3 separate regions of the Sus scrofa genome follow, and regions 2 and 3 are each linked to region 1. Evidence: chromatin contacts called from public Hi-C and promoter capture Hi-C data. All regions are on one chromosome and are shown on one strand. The core of a region is the stretch at or near the end of the contact, and the rest is flanking DNA. Distances in the headings are between cores, read along the strand shown. Region 1 holds the start of SSBP3 (single-stranded DNA-binding protein 3). Region 2 overlaps SSBP3 (single-stranded DNA-binding protein 3). Region 3 has its middle 37 kb from the start of ACOT11.

Evidence for each region. Promoter capture Hi-C pulls out the DNA fragments that hold promoters and counts their contacts. Hi-C and Micro-C count contacts between places; a contact is called where the count stands out from the background.
Region 2: a contact with region 1 is called in a Hi-C map of skeletal muscle, with 3 times the contacts expected there. The contact joins the enhancer-like site here to the promoter of SSBP3 in region 1. A contact is called at or near these places in 1 of 5 promoter capture datasets (liver), 5 of 47 Hi-C or Micro-C datasets (embryonic fibroblasts, fetal liver, liver and 2 more) and 2 of 2 datasets of contacts at active chromatin or transcription factors (alveolar macrophages and skeletal muscle).
Region 3: a contact with region 1 is called in a promoter capture Hi-C map of liver, with 4 times the contacts expected there. The contact joins the enhancer-like site here to the promoter of SSBP3 in region 1. A contact is called at or near these places in 1 of 5 promoter capture datasets (liver), 12 of 47 Hi-C or Micro-C datasets (adipose tissue, blood, embryonic fibroblasts and 7 more) and 2 of 2 datasets of contacts at active chromatin or transcription factors (alveolar macrophages and skeletal muscle).

Annotation. Positions count from the first base shown.
Region 1 is chr6:157,909,323-157,913,605 of Sscrofa11.1, reverse strand. It overlaps SSBP3 (single-stranded DNA-binding protein 3), which reads right to left and starts at 2,007. Exons shown (of 17, transcript XM_021096596.1): 1 at 1,859-2,007; 2 at 768-840; 3 at 483-544. The coding sequence starts at 1,914.
Region 2 is chr6:157,972,185-157,976,467 of Sscrofa11.1, reverse strand. The region is part of intron 4 of SSBP3 (single-stranded DNA-binding protein 3); the gene reads right to left. Among named protein-coding and RNA genes, the nearest start is that of SSBP3, 63 kb to the right of the region's middle. Within about 2 kb of position 2,172, at least 6 of the 83 cell types and tissues checked have an H3K27ac peak or open chromatin away from gene starts, as enhancers often do. A contact at or near this core is called in liver and skeletal muscle, where this site is marked.
Region 3 is chr6:157,866,915-157,871,197 of Sscrofa11.1, reverse strand. No RefSeq gene overlaps it. Among named protein-coding and RNA genes, the nearest start is that of ACOT11, 37 kb to the right of the region's middle. Within about 2 kb of position 2,032, at least 20 of the 83 cell types and tissues checked have an H3K27ac peak or open chromatin away from gene starts, as enhancers often do. A contact at or near this core is called in fetal liver and liver, where this site is marked.

The DNA of each region.
Region 1 (4,283 bases), core at 758-3,257:
GGTGCCTGAAAAGGTCCCCAAAGGTTTTTCTCTCAAGGTAGGAGCTCCAAGGAGAAAAAGGAAGAGCCAGGCCAGTTGTTAAACAGACCTGGTACCCCCTCCGCCCGGCCCCGCCCCCGCTCCCTCTAATTAAAGCAGCATGCAGAATTGACAAAAATCCTTCCAGGTTTTTTCCAAGCCTCTGCCTAGTGCCTCGGAGTGCGATGTACAAGTCAGGAGTTTCTGCCCGAGCACCACGCACGATTCAGTAGATTCTCAACAGGAGGGGACAGAGGAGGCAAAAACTTTTAGGCACCGACCTCCTCTGCCCTCTTCCCCCTTTGCCAGGCCAGGCCTGAGAACCCAGGGGTGCCCTGCTCTGGGTGACGCTGAGGGCTAAGGCATGGGAAGGGGGGGGTCTGCTCCAGACCGCACGTCTTTGTTCACTTAGACCTGGGCCTCGGAACAAAACAAACACACACACAACTATCACACAAACTTACCACCACCACGAGTGCAAAAACCCAGGCGGTTCTCCCAACGTGATGTTTTTTTCCCATCGAATCTGGAAGGGAGAGAGCAGAGACAGCTTAGAGGAGCAGAGAGAAGGGGTGGGCTGGGGGCTTCCCGGAGCCAAAAGGCTGTGAGGACCAACTAACAATAAATGCCAAAAGGTGATAAAAATTCAAAATGGTGGCCACAGTGGCTGCTCCAGAAAACAAAGGCTTTAAGAATAGTGGGGACGAGGGGGTGTCAAGAAATTGGATGAGGGGGGAAGTTCCACTCACCTCCGATAAGAAGGTCTGTGCAGATTTCTGTGCTCCTACATGCAGTAAATATTCGTAGACGTATAAAGCTAACCTGGAAAGTGGGCAGGGGGCACAGAGAGAGAGAGAGAGAGGGAGAGGGAGGGAAGGCGTCAGATCACACCGGGTGCTCGCTCCTGGACCTTGCCGGCCGGCTCCCAGCCCTGTCTACGCTGGCCCATTGTGGCCCCAACCAGAGGTGAGCAGCTACCTCGACCCTGCCCGGAGCCACGGGTGCGAACAGCTAGGGGATGGGGACCAGGAGAGGCGTTACTTCAAAACGCAGAGGCTGAAGAGCAGCCCCCGAACTTGAACTTCCAAGCAGCGTCGCAGCCAAACCCACCGAGATCTCTCAAACTCGCAAGCCATCCGACCCCCAGAGCCTCGCTTCTTTTCCCTACCCACTCCTTGCCACCCTGTCTCCAGGTGTGAGAGTCGGGGAGACTCCGTCCGGGACTCTGGGGTGCTCCGCGCGCTCCGGAGAGGACAGCAAAGCGCCACCCTCACCACCTCCCCCCAAAACAACTGTCCCCCAAGCTTGGAGCCAAGCCGGCGCCGCCGTCCCTACCCAGCCCGGCGCCCCGGAGGGCCCGGGGCCGGCGGCGAGGCCGAGGGCAGGGAAGGGAGAGCTCTCCCGGCCGAACAAAGCCCCCGGCACGCACTCCTCACGCCGCGGGCGGACAAAAGGAGCCTTCGGGGCTGCAGAAGCCACGCGCCCTCTGCCCGCGCCCGGTGGGCAAAGTGCGGCCACCGCGGCGAGCGCCCCGGCTTGGGTGGGCGCCCAGGCTCGCTCACGGGACCTCGCCCACCCCTCACCGCAGGCCCTCGTGCCCGGCACGCCCCGCGGCCCCCAAGTACCCCATCCTCCGGCGGCGCCCCCCGATGCCCCAACCTCCGCCGGCTCCCAACAATGGGCTCTCCCACGCCGCCCGCCGCGGCCTCGGGAAGGGGCCAGGCAGGCGGTGCCGGGGCCCGGGGCCCGGGACGCAGCAGCCCCCGCCCGCCCACCTGCCTCCCACCACCCGCCCGCAGCCCGGCGGCAGCGCGGCCGCCACTTGGAAAATAGGGCTTACTTTTCCCGAGCCTGCCCGTCCGAGGGCACCGCCGAGCCTTTGCCTTTGGCAAACATGTTTTGCAGAGAAGAGGGCGCCGAGCCTCGCCGCCGCCGCCGCCGCCGCCGCCGCCGCTACCGCTCCGGCTGCTCCCGAGCTGCCCCCTCGCTCCCGGCCCCCTCCCCGGCGCTCGCTCGCTCACTCGCTCGCGCTTTCCTAGCCGCGATCCCCTCCCTCCCCCCCAGGCGCTGGCTCCGCGCTCTTTCCAGCTGTCAAAGCGTCAGCCCCGGCCGCGGCCCCATTGCCCTGGAACTCCTCCCGCGCCGGCTCGGCCTGGGGTGCCGGTGCCGCCGCCGCCGCCGCCGCCGCTCGCCCGTCGGCCCGGCTGCCCGCTGGCTCGCTCGCGCGCCGCCCGCCCGGCTCCGCCTGCGCCGCCCTCTGCGCCTCCAGCACCGCTGCCGCCGCCGCCGCTGCCGCTGGTCTACTTGGAGCTCAACCGAACGTGGCTACCCGGGCGAGGGAGCTAGGCGGGCGTCAACGTCCCGCGATTGATGGGCGCCTAGACCAATTGGCACGAGGGGGCGGGCCCGGGGCGGCCCGGGAGGGACGCCCTGTCAGCGCCCGACCGCGGCAGTCCCCGCTGCGGCCGCCTCCGAGGAGCCGCTGTTCCTGCTCCTGCGAGCGAATCGGGGGTGTTCGGGGGCGCGAGCCTCTCTTTGCTGTAGATGTGGGGAGGGGACACGAATCGGGACGGGGGAGGTCTAGTTTCCCAGCCCCTGCGAGGAGGGGTCCCGACCCGCGCTCTCCAAGGCTGGGACCACTGGGGGGCGAGGGGGGGCGCTGCGGCAGAGTCGGAGGGGAGGGGGCGCGGACCCCTGAGCGGAGCGCCGCCGGCTCCCTCCCGCCACGTCCCTCTCCCTTATCTGCCCCTCACCTCCCCCCGCCGCAGCTTGCGCTGGCCCAGCCCTTATCTCCCCCTCCCCCTCGCCGGTCCCCCACCCACCCCCACCCCCGGCTCCGACCCCGACCCCCTCCCCAGACTCCTACCCTCCCCCCTCGGCTGCCCCGCCCCCTGTCCTCTCCCTCGCCCAGTCTGGCTTCGGAGCGCCGGGCCCGGGGCTCCACGCTGCGAACTGGGCGGCTCGAGCCGGCGCCGAGGCGCGCGGCTGCTCCTTTACTAGATCATTAAAATACTTTGGAAAACCCCAAAGTGGAGTCGCGCGAAAATGGCCCTTGGCCTGCTTTAGGGAGCCCGGGAGGGAGGTACTGAGGACTTGGGCTAAGAGAGGGCAGAGTGATCGCTCCCAAATTTCGGAGGTCTGCCCGCCCTAGTAAGTTAGACCCCTTCGGCTTCTCCACGGGAGACGGTGCTATCCCGGGGTAGGAGGGCATCACCTGGGCGCCCAGCGATGCGAGATGCGCGCCGCAGAAATCTGCAAACTTCAAATAAATGGAGCTAAATTGGGGAGTGGGAGACGAGAGTCAGGAGTGGGGGGAGGGGAAGCTTCCATTGTCAGTGACCCAGGTGTACAATGGGAAATTGAGGGGGGGAGGCTGGCAGAGTGACCCAGCTATTTGCTGCTGACTCCTTTCTGCCCACGCCAAGAACCCGAGGACACACTGAGTGTCCCTCACCAGAGACTCTCGAGACCAGAAACCAACGAAACAGGGGAAGACTCCCCCATTTTCAGACTGTTTTTAGAGCGCGGTTCTCTTTAAATGCGATAAAACACTGTCGGCACTGTCTCTTTAAAAGAGTCAAGCAGAAAAAGCTGTGTAAGCGCTGATTGGCTGCCTGTTTGGATACATCTTTAGGGGAGCCTTGAAACTGTTAGCCTAGGTTGATTTTTTTTTTTTTTAACTGCGCTGTTCCAATAAACAAGTAACGCCCCTCCCCCTAACATGCCTCGCACCAAACAATTAAAGGATAGGTCAGTGTCCTGGGGAAAACACGTTTCAAGTAGAAGAACTCAGAACAAAATAAAGAATCTTTCACTACCATTAAAGTTTGCTTATTTTAATCTGTCGAGGAGAGAAAAGAGGTCTTGAAAAAGAAATGCCCCGCAGCAAACGGATCTGCATTGGTTCAGGAAGGAGACTGGGTGCATTTTTGGAATAATGTTCTACTCAGTGTAACAGCCTCCCTAAATTAGAATACAGCCAAGCCCTACTGACGCCTCTGGACGCACTCTATTCTCTGCCATGACCTAGGCAGGGAAAGGGGGCAGAAAAAGGGAAACACTGAACCCCAGTCTCTGGTTGTCTGGGTGTTAGCTCCTAGTTTAAAGGTTGTTTTGTGAATGAGAGAAGCATGGAGGTTGAGAGGCAGTTGAAACACAAGCATAGGGGAGAGAAGGAAATAATTACAGTTATTTTTTCCCCCAGGCCATTTAATTTAATAGGGCTAACTTAAGGTACCTTAGAGCCCACACTAATTAAATTGGCC
Region 2 (4,283 bases), core at 923-3,422, 63 kb before region 1:
CTGTGAGATACTGGCCAAGTTCTTTCTGTTCTCTGGCTACACACCTTCCCACCCACCAGGGGAAAGGGGTGGCCAGACAGCCTTGGAGAGGGGCCAGCTCTGGAGCACTGCACCCTGACCTACTGCTCCGGTGGCAGAAGTCTCCTCCTTCTGGAGTTCCCGCTGTGGCTCCATAGGTTACAAACCCAACTCGCATCCATGAGGATGCAGGTTCAGTCCCTGGCCTCGCTCGGTGGGTTAAGGATCCAGCATTGCCATGAGCTGTGGTGCAGGTCACAGACACAGCTTGGATCCTGCGTGGCTGTGGCTGTGGCGTAAGCCAGCAGCTGCAGCTCCGATTAGACCCCTAGCCTGGGAACTTCCATATGCCACAGATGCGGCCCTAAAAAGGGGGAGGAAAAAAAAAAGTCTCCTTTCAAGGGGTGGGGGCCCCCCCTCTGAAACCATATCCTGACCTCACCTCATATAATGACCTCTAGGAACATTAGAAAATCACGGTGAATTCTGACTACTTTTCTCCCCTCCACCCTTACCCACACCGTACCCACGGGCCAAATGGAATAGACCCTGACCCGCCATCTACCTATTCCACAAGGATTTATAACCCCTTTCCTGTGCCAAGCTGGGCAGTGAATATTGAACAAACAGGAGTGACCCATCTCCGCCTTTCCCAGGCTTCATTACTAAATGCTGTAAAATGGAAGTGAATTCTTGTATTACGTTGTGGCAAGAGCTACGGAAGAGAATTGGGACCCCTGAGGGTGTGAGACAGGAGGCCTGACCCACGCGGGTTAGGACGCGAGTGCCCTTTAGGCTGAGGGCTGAAGGAAGAGCAGGTGTTAACCTGGAGACCAGACGGGGGAGAAAGGGAAGGGATGGACGCCCCTTCCAGGCAGGGGGAACAGCATGTGCAAAGGCACTTCCGAGAAAGCAAGAGACGGCCCGTGTGGCTCGAGAGCAAACGACAGAGACCGAACTGCCCAAGACAGGGCTGGCAAGGCAGGCTTTCAAACATGGATTCAGCCACGCTCTGCGGGGCCTCCTCCAGCCCCCTCTACCCTTCCCGACGCCCAGAGGGGTTTCCCGGAACCTTTGGATTTAGGTAAAGTTTCTCTGCACAGACAGCGCCAGGAAAGAAGCAGGTGGCCCAGGGCACAGCCAAGCAGGGTGGTCCCGGAATTCAGACATGGCATCCTGGCCCGGACCTGGCTCGTACATGGAGAAGGAGCCTCCTCAGACACCCTTTTTCATTTTTCTAAGGATCTGCTCCATCCCTGCCCCCTATTCCCACTTGTTTTGCTTCTAGTCTTATGTTTATTTATTTTTAAACCGGGGCCTGCTTACGGTCAGGTTAATGCATTTTTAAAAAGAAAGCTTGAATGCGCTGCGCCCTCCCTCCGAGGAGAGTGGATCGATAGCCCTCTTAGCGTTCGTCCTCTACCCCAGCAGGCCAGAGGGGTGGGGCGTGGGGCAAGGCCTGAGTGCTCCCTGCCAAGTGGGCCCAAGGGCAAGGCTTGCCCTCCCTCCCTCCCTGGCCCCCACTTCCAGGCAACACCTCCCACCTGCCCGGCACCACCCACAGTGGCACAACCCAGGAAAGAGGAGGGCAGACACGGCAGGACAGAGCACAGGACACAGTCTAAAGACCTGAGTTCGAATCGGAGCTTAGCCTCTTGGCCGCCTTGAAACACTGGATAAGAGGGAGTTCTCATTGTGGCTCAGCGGTTAACAAACCCAACTAGCATCCATGAGGACACAGGTTGGATCCCTGGCCTCACTCAGTGGGTTAAGGACCCCCAGCTGCCGTGAGGTGTGGCATAGGTCACAGACGCGGCTCAGATCCCACGTTGCTATGGCCCTGGCCCTGGATAAGAGACTTTCCCTCCCTGTACCTTGCTTTGCTTAAGGAAGAAGTGGAGACCCGTCTAGAAACGGTGTGAAGCAATGGGAAATCCACTTGCCAATGGATCTGCAATGCTGCTGACCAACACACCCAAGGACCCCCCACCCCCCACCCCTCAGGCCCCACCCGACCCGGTAGAAGGCACCCTCCATGGAGGAGCAGATCCACTTGCTGCCCCAGATCCTTCTTGCCCGCCCCCCGCCCCGGGGGAGCTGGCATGCTCTGCGCTCCCGCAAGTGAAAGCCCTCCCCGATGCCGACAGATGGGGAGTCCTAAAATACAGCGTATGGATCATGTTTCGTGACTAGCAAAACACGCCAGCCGGGACACTCTGAGAACCCGGCCGGTTTTCAGGAACAGGATTTTACACATTTCCCGGGATTGGCGGATCTGCGCTCGCCTCCGCCTGCCCGCAAACCCCGGAGCCTGGATCCTGCACCAGGAGGGTACTCAGGACAGGTGGGCTGCCTATGGGGGAGGGGAAGCCCCCCACCAATAGGTTGGCTGTGGCCTGACACTCTGCTGCCTTTAACGGCATTTACCATTTAGTGAGCACCTGCTACATTCCTTACTGGGGATCAGGTGTTCGGGCACTCCTTCCAAAGCCACGCAGCCTGGGTTCCAACACTGAAAGGGCCCTGGGCACGTCACCTCCCCTCTCGGAGCCTTGGCTTTCTCATCTCTGAAATGGGACTGGTGGTCCTTTCCTCACTGGGTCATGGCGAGGACAAGGGAAACAACCAAATGTGAGTCGCTAGAACCACCACGGTCACGGTCACAACAGCGTAACTGGCAGGTAACTATCGCTGCTGCTCTCCTACAGAAGGCAAAGTGGACAGTAAGAAGCCACAGCAGCCAGCGGTTGGGGGATGTGTCTGCCTCTGAAGGCCTTCAAAGGGTCTGCAAACCCCTGGATTATCAGGCCCAGTTGACTGCATATCAGTCTCACAGGGTTCTGTGAACCGAAAAGGTTCAAAACCATCGTTCTGTACAAGCCTGTCTGCTTGACACACTCAGGCCCCCCCCACCCCAAGGTCCTCCTGGGCTTTAGGATTTGGAGCGAGGATGACACCCCAGGCCCCCCCTGTCCCCAAGGAACGGAAAGTGGTTCTTGGTAACATCAGTTACAAGACCTCTGGGCTGAAGCAAAGAGCTGGGAGAGCCACAGGCAGCTGGGAGTGTGGGCAGCGCCTCCGGGAAGGGAAGCCACGTGCGACTGACGCAGGCTCTAGGAGCTCAGGAAGGGACGTGCCACTCAGCAACCAGAGGAAGGTGGTCTGGGCTTCCACAGGCTCCGAGGAGCCCAGAGGGCTTAGAAGGAAGATGGTGGCAGGAAGCTGGGCACCTGGCAGCGGAGGAAGCACATGGGCAAGGGGCATGGTGGCCAAGTCGTACCTCTGGCCAGGTGCTGGGCTCAATGAGCCGGGTGGACAGATAGTACCCTCCTGGACTTGACCTCCTGAGGGCAAGGACATGGTTAAGAAATAAGCCATACCAGTAAGATATAAATCAGGCCATCAAAATTTTATGTTTGGAGTTCCCATCATGGCTCAGTGGTTAACGAACCGGACTAGTATCCTTGAGGACTCGGGCTCCACCCGTGGCCTTGATCAATGGGTTAAGGATCTAGTGTTGCTGTGGCTGTGGTGTAGGCTGGCAGCTACAGAGCTCCAATTAGACTTCTAGCCTGGGAACCTCCATACGCCACAGGTGCAGCCCTAAAAAGACCAAAAATAATAAAAATAAATAAAATTTTATGTGTCTTATCTAAGTCTCTTCTCAAGGAACATATATCCTTGGATGTGTTTGGAAAGAAGGCACCAAGCTCATCTACTTACAAAGCTACCTAGATAAGTGCACAGTCAGTCTCCGCAGCGTAAATACCGATGCTTCCACCCAAAGCAAGCTCTGGAAGGCCCCCTTGGGGAAGGGGAGATCCATGCCACTCCAGGCAAGGTATCGTTCTGGGGGGACAGTGAGGAGACTAAAGCACCTTCTAGACACTTCTTGGGTCCTCCGTGCGGTGTGGTGATTCAAAGACACACAAAGCGCTCTGCCCCCCTCCCCCGCCCCCGTAATGACAGACAGAAGGGGCAGCGGATCAAGTCGACCCCACGTGTTCTGAGCAGCAAAGGTCTTGCAAAGAGGCGACAGAATTGGAGGAGACGCCTAATTAATGTCTCTCTTTTTTTTTTTGGGTTGGGGAGCAACGGAGAACAGACCAAGTGTCCCCACCGCCTGAGCCCTCCAGGGCAGGCAGCACTCTGAACCGCACACAGTTGTAAATTTCCTTTGGTGCGTGTGGTTTTCGGTCCCAGCGTCTCCAGGACGCATATAATCCAGACTTCCTATTTACATCACATTGGCTGTCACCAACACA
Region 3 (4,283 bases), core at 783-3,282, 42 kb after region 1:
GAATGGATGAGCAGTTACACAGATAAGACAAGAGTCACCATACTACTTACAGAATCATTGCATTTAGCTGAAGAACTTTCTTTCTTTTTTTTGGTTTTTCTAGGGCCGGACCCCCGGCATATGGAAGTTCCCAGGCTAGGGGTCGAATCGGAGCTGTAGCCACCAGCCTACACCACAGCCACAGCAACGCCAGATCTGAGCCGCAACTTTGATCTACACCACATCTCATGGCAATGCCAGATCCTTAACCCACTGAGCGAGGCCAGGAATTGAACCTGCAATCTCAGTGGTTCGTTAACCATGGAGCCACGACAGGAACTCCTGAAGAATGTTCTAATCGAACCATCTTTTTAAAAAAATTTTTTATTGATCAATTTACAGTGTTCTGCCAATTTCTGTTGTACAGCAAAGTGAACTGGTCATACATATATACACATTCTTTTTCTCACATTATCCTCCATCCTGTTCTATGACAAGTGATTAGATACACAGTTCCCTGTGCTACACAGCAGGAGCTCACCGCCCGCCTACTCCAACTGCAAGAGTTGTACAATGATCATCACAACCCAGTTTTATAGCATTTCCATCCCAAACCCCCAGTCCATCCCCCCACCGCCCAACCTGTCTCCTTTGGAAACCATAAGTTTTCCGAAGTCTGTGAGTCAGTATAAAGTCTAATAGAACCATCTTATCAAGAAGTTCAAGTACACCATGTCTGGAGGTATACAAGCTCTGGAAGCAGACAGTCAGCTGATAGTGATGTTGAAACAAAGGTCAGCAGAACAGGTGTCATGGAGCAGGAGGAGTTGGTTAGACTTTTCAATGCCTTTCGCTCTAGCCCCAAGATTCTGGAATTCTCTGATTCCAGGAGTCATAACAAAAGCAAATAGAATATCCCTTGGCTTCGCTTTTGCAGAATGAACAAGGGCAGACCCGCAAATGGACTCACAGTATTTTACTTCAGCTCTTCAATACCACCCAGCTGGCCAGCCTCATTTCCAGGGGAGCACACGAAGTCCAGAGGAGGAAGGGACTGATCCAAGGTTGCACGGATAGGCTAGAACTCAGCTCTTTCAGCTCAAAGCCTGGTTTTGCCTCCACGGGCATCAAGCCTTGGACGAAAATGTGCATCTCTTACAAATTCTATAAAGCGATTTCTCTCCATACCTTTCGCCATCAGATGCAAATCACAGCAGTGAGTCAGTGGGCCAGCCAGGAACTGGGCTCGGGGCAGAGCGGGCACCGCCTGAGGTCCTCCCAGGGATAAACCATAGGGCAAGAAGATGTGGAGACGGGAGCCTGGTCTCCTTTCCGGGGACCTCTGGGACAGGGAAAACAGATGTGCCTAGTGTGGCCCAGAGCTGAGCAGAGGCCCCTGGGCGCAGATGCATGGAGGCAGCTCTCAGAACTTTCCAGGAAGATGATCCAGGAGGAAGTCCTTATCCCTTGTGGTACAGAACAGGGGCTGTGTGATCGCTAGCCACCAGCTTGGGAGAGGGAGAACTAGGTGTCTCTGAGGTTCCTTCCCAAATCCACATTTTAGGTTTTTTAATTTTTAATTTTTTAAATTTTTTAATTTTTTTATTTTTTTGCTTTGTAGGGCTGCACCTGCAGCATAAATCAGAGCTGCAAATGCCAGCCTACGCCACAGCTACAGCCACAGCCATGCCAGATCCCAGCCTTAGCTGTGACCTACACCGCAGCTCACGGCCACGCCGGATCCTTAACCCACTGAGTGAGGCCAGGGATTGAACCTGCATCCCCATGGATACTAGTCAGGTTCGTTTCAGCTGAGCCACAACGGGGAACTCCCAATTTTAGGATTTTTAAGGGTAGGAAAATCAAATTCACCTGGCTTAGTATCTGCCACAGGACACTGGAAGCGCCTCTAGGACTTCCCCTGGCAGCCCAGACTGGTCTGGAATCCTCTCCCTGAACCCCCGCAGCATCCCGGGGCTCCCTCCTCTCTTACTGAGCCGGGATTTCCCACGTCCGGACTGAGCCGCCAGCGGCGCCCACCTGGCCCCGCCCACAGCTCCCAACTGCTCTCCCCGCCCACCTGGCCCCGCCCACAGCTCCCAACTGCTCTCTCCGCCCACCTGGCCCCGCCCCTTTCCCACCCAGAAGCCTGGGTGGTGTTAATAGGTAATTATCAGATCACTCTCTTCTTAAAGCCCTCCTGGGGTGACCCTTTACACTTGGAATAAAGTCCCACGGTTCACAGGGCCTTTTGGACTGGCCTTTGCCTGCCTCTCCGGCTGCCAGCCTGTTGAGTCCCCCTCCACTCAGGCACACTGGCCGCGCTGGACTTGTCTGTGCCTCGGTCAGGCTTAGCTTGCGTCTCTGCGTCAGGGAGATTGCACTTGCTGTTCCCTCTGTCTGGAACGTTCTTCCCCCAGATCTCGGCACACTTCGTGGAAGCGGAGGAGGAGGTCCTCCTTCCCGCAGCTGCTGAGAGCACTGAGACCCCATGGGAAGGACCCTCCGCTGAAGACAGCCCAAAGTCTTACCCCTTCCTGCGGGCAGCTACCCTGTGGCTGGTCAGTGGGGTGTTACAAAGGGCTGGCCCGGTTGCCTGGAGTGGGACAACTCCGAAAGGCTATCCTTGCTCCTGGACCCATGGGGGTCAGCTGAGGCCTTTGCTGTGACTGCACGTGGCCCAACTTCTCCCTTTGTTGCTCTGCGCTGCCTCCCTCCCTCACCCCTCCGTGTGTTTGTGGGGGTGAGCAACCCAGCAAGCTGCCTGCATGCAAATCTCCATCTCAGCGTCTGCTTCTGGAAGTCTGATCTGAGCTACCTGGTGGGCATCTCGTGGTCATTCCAGCAGCTCAAGCATCCTCCCTGACCACTGGGTGGGAGGGGAGGGGAGATGCTACCCCGTCTCTCTGTCACCCTACTTAATTGTATTTTTATCACCTTTTGAAACTACATCTCATTTTCATTCCTTCATCTGTTGTCTCTCTTCCCCACTAGAACATTCATTCCCACAAAAGCTGCTGTCTTGTCCTCGCGGTGTCCCCAGAGTGGATGACAGTGCCTGGTGCATAGTTGATGCTCACTAAATATTTGTGGACGGAACCTATGTGGATGGAGGAGTGAATGGGGAAGGAAGGAATGACTCTGTGAGTGACGCCTGCTTTTCCTGCTCTCCCCTGCCCTGCCCCACCCCCCAGAGTCCCTGAGCCAGGCTGCAGCCCCCTCCCCCATGTGACCCCGGCTGAGCTGGGGCCTCCTGGGAGGATGGAGCCTGCAGCCGCCTTGGCTGCTTGCCCTGTATTGATCAAAGCTGGGAGGCCTGCTGGCTGAGGTCTGTCCCAGCCCACGGGGGTGGGAAATGGGAGGGGGATTCTGGCTGAGATTCGAGTAGGGCTTGCCTGGGGCAGAGCAATGCTGGCTAAAGATCCATCTGCTGACAGCACCCCTTCTCCACACCTCTCGGGGGAGGCCAGACTAGCCCCAGGAGGATGGCTGGGCAGGGTGGGCAGACAGAGGTAGGGCCGTGGCGGGTCTGGGCTGGCGCAGTGAAAGTTCCTGGCCACTCGCGAGGGTGCACATTTGATCTCACTGTTTGTGGAGAGGCTACTCTATGTCCTCTCTTGGGACCAAGGAGTGCACAAGAGCCTCTATATGATTGTTTTGGGTTTTGGTTTTTTATTTTTGGCCACGCCAGAGGCATTTGGAAGTTCCCTGGGCCAGGAATCGAACCCGTGCCACAGCAGTGACCCAAGCAGCTGCAGTGACCATGCCAGATCATTAACCCACTGCACCACAAGGGAATTCCCACCAGAGCCTTTTACACAGGCTCGTCAAGCCTCCTCTGAGCAGAGCGCACTGAGCAGGACCCAGGGGTGAGATTCTCCGTGAGCTCAAGTTCTAGTGGGAGTGAGAATTGTGAACAGCTCCCTGTGATGGGGGGCACGTGGAAAAGAAATGCTGAGAGAGGGGAGGTGCTGGCGAAGAAGCCCAAGGATGGTCCTCGCTTTTAGAGTCCTGACTTGAGAATAAATAATGGAAGCAATGTCTATGTAGTCAAAGGAGACGTTTATCCAAAGAGGAGAAGGGACTTGCCCATGGTTGCAAGGCTATTGGCAGTTAGGCTGGGCCTGGACTGGAGGTGGGTTCGAGGGGTGGGATGCTCTGGCAGCCTTGGTCCTCCGCATGCAGGTACTCAGCACCTCCTCTGGGCCCGGCCAGGTGATGGGTGCCAGAGATGATATGGGGAGGGGCGGGGCACCCACCCTGACCACAGGAGCTCACAGCCCAGGCAAGAGTATATGCATGTA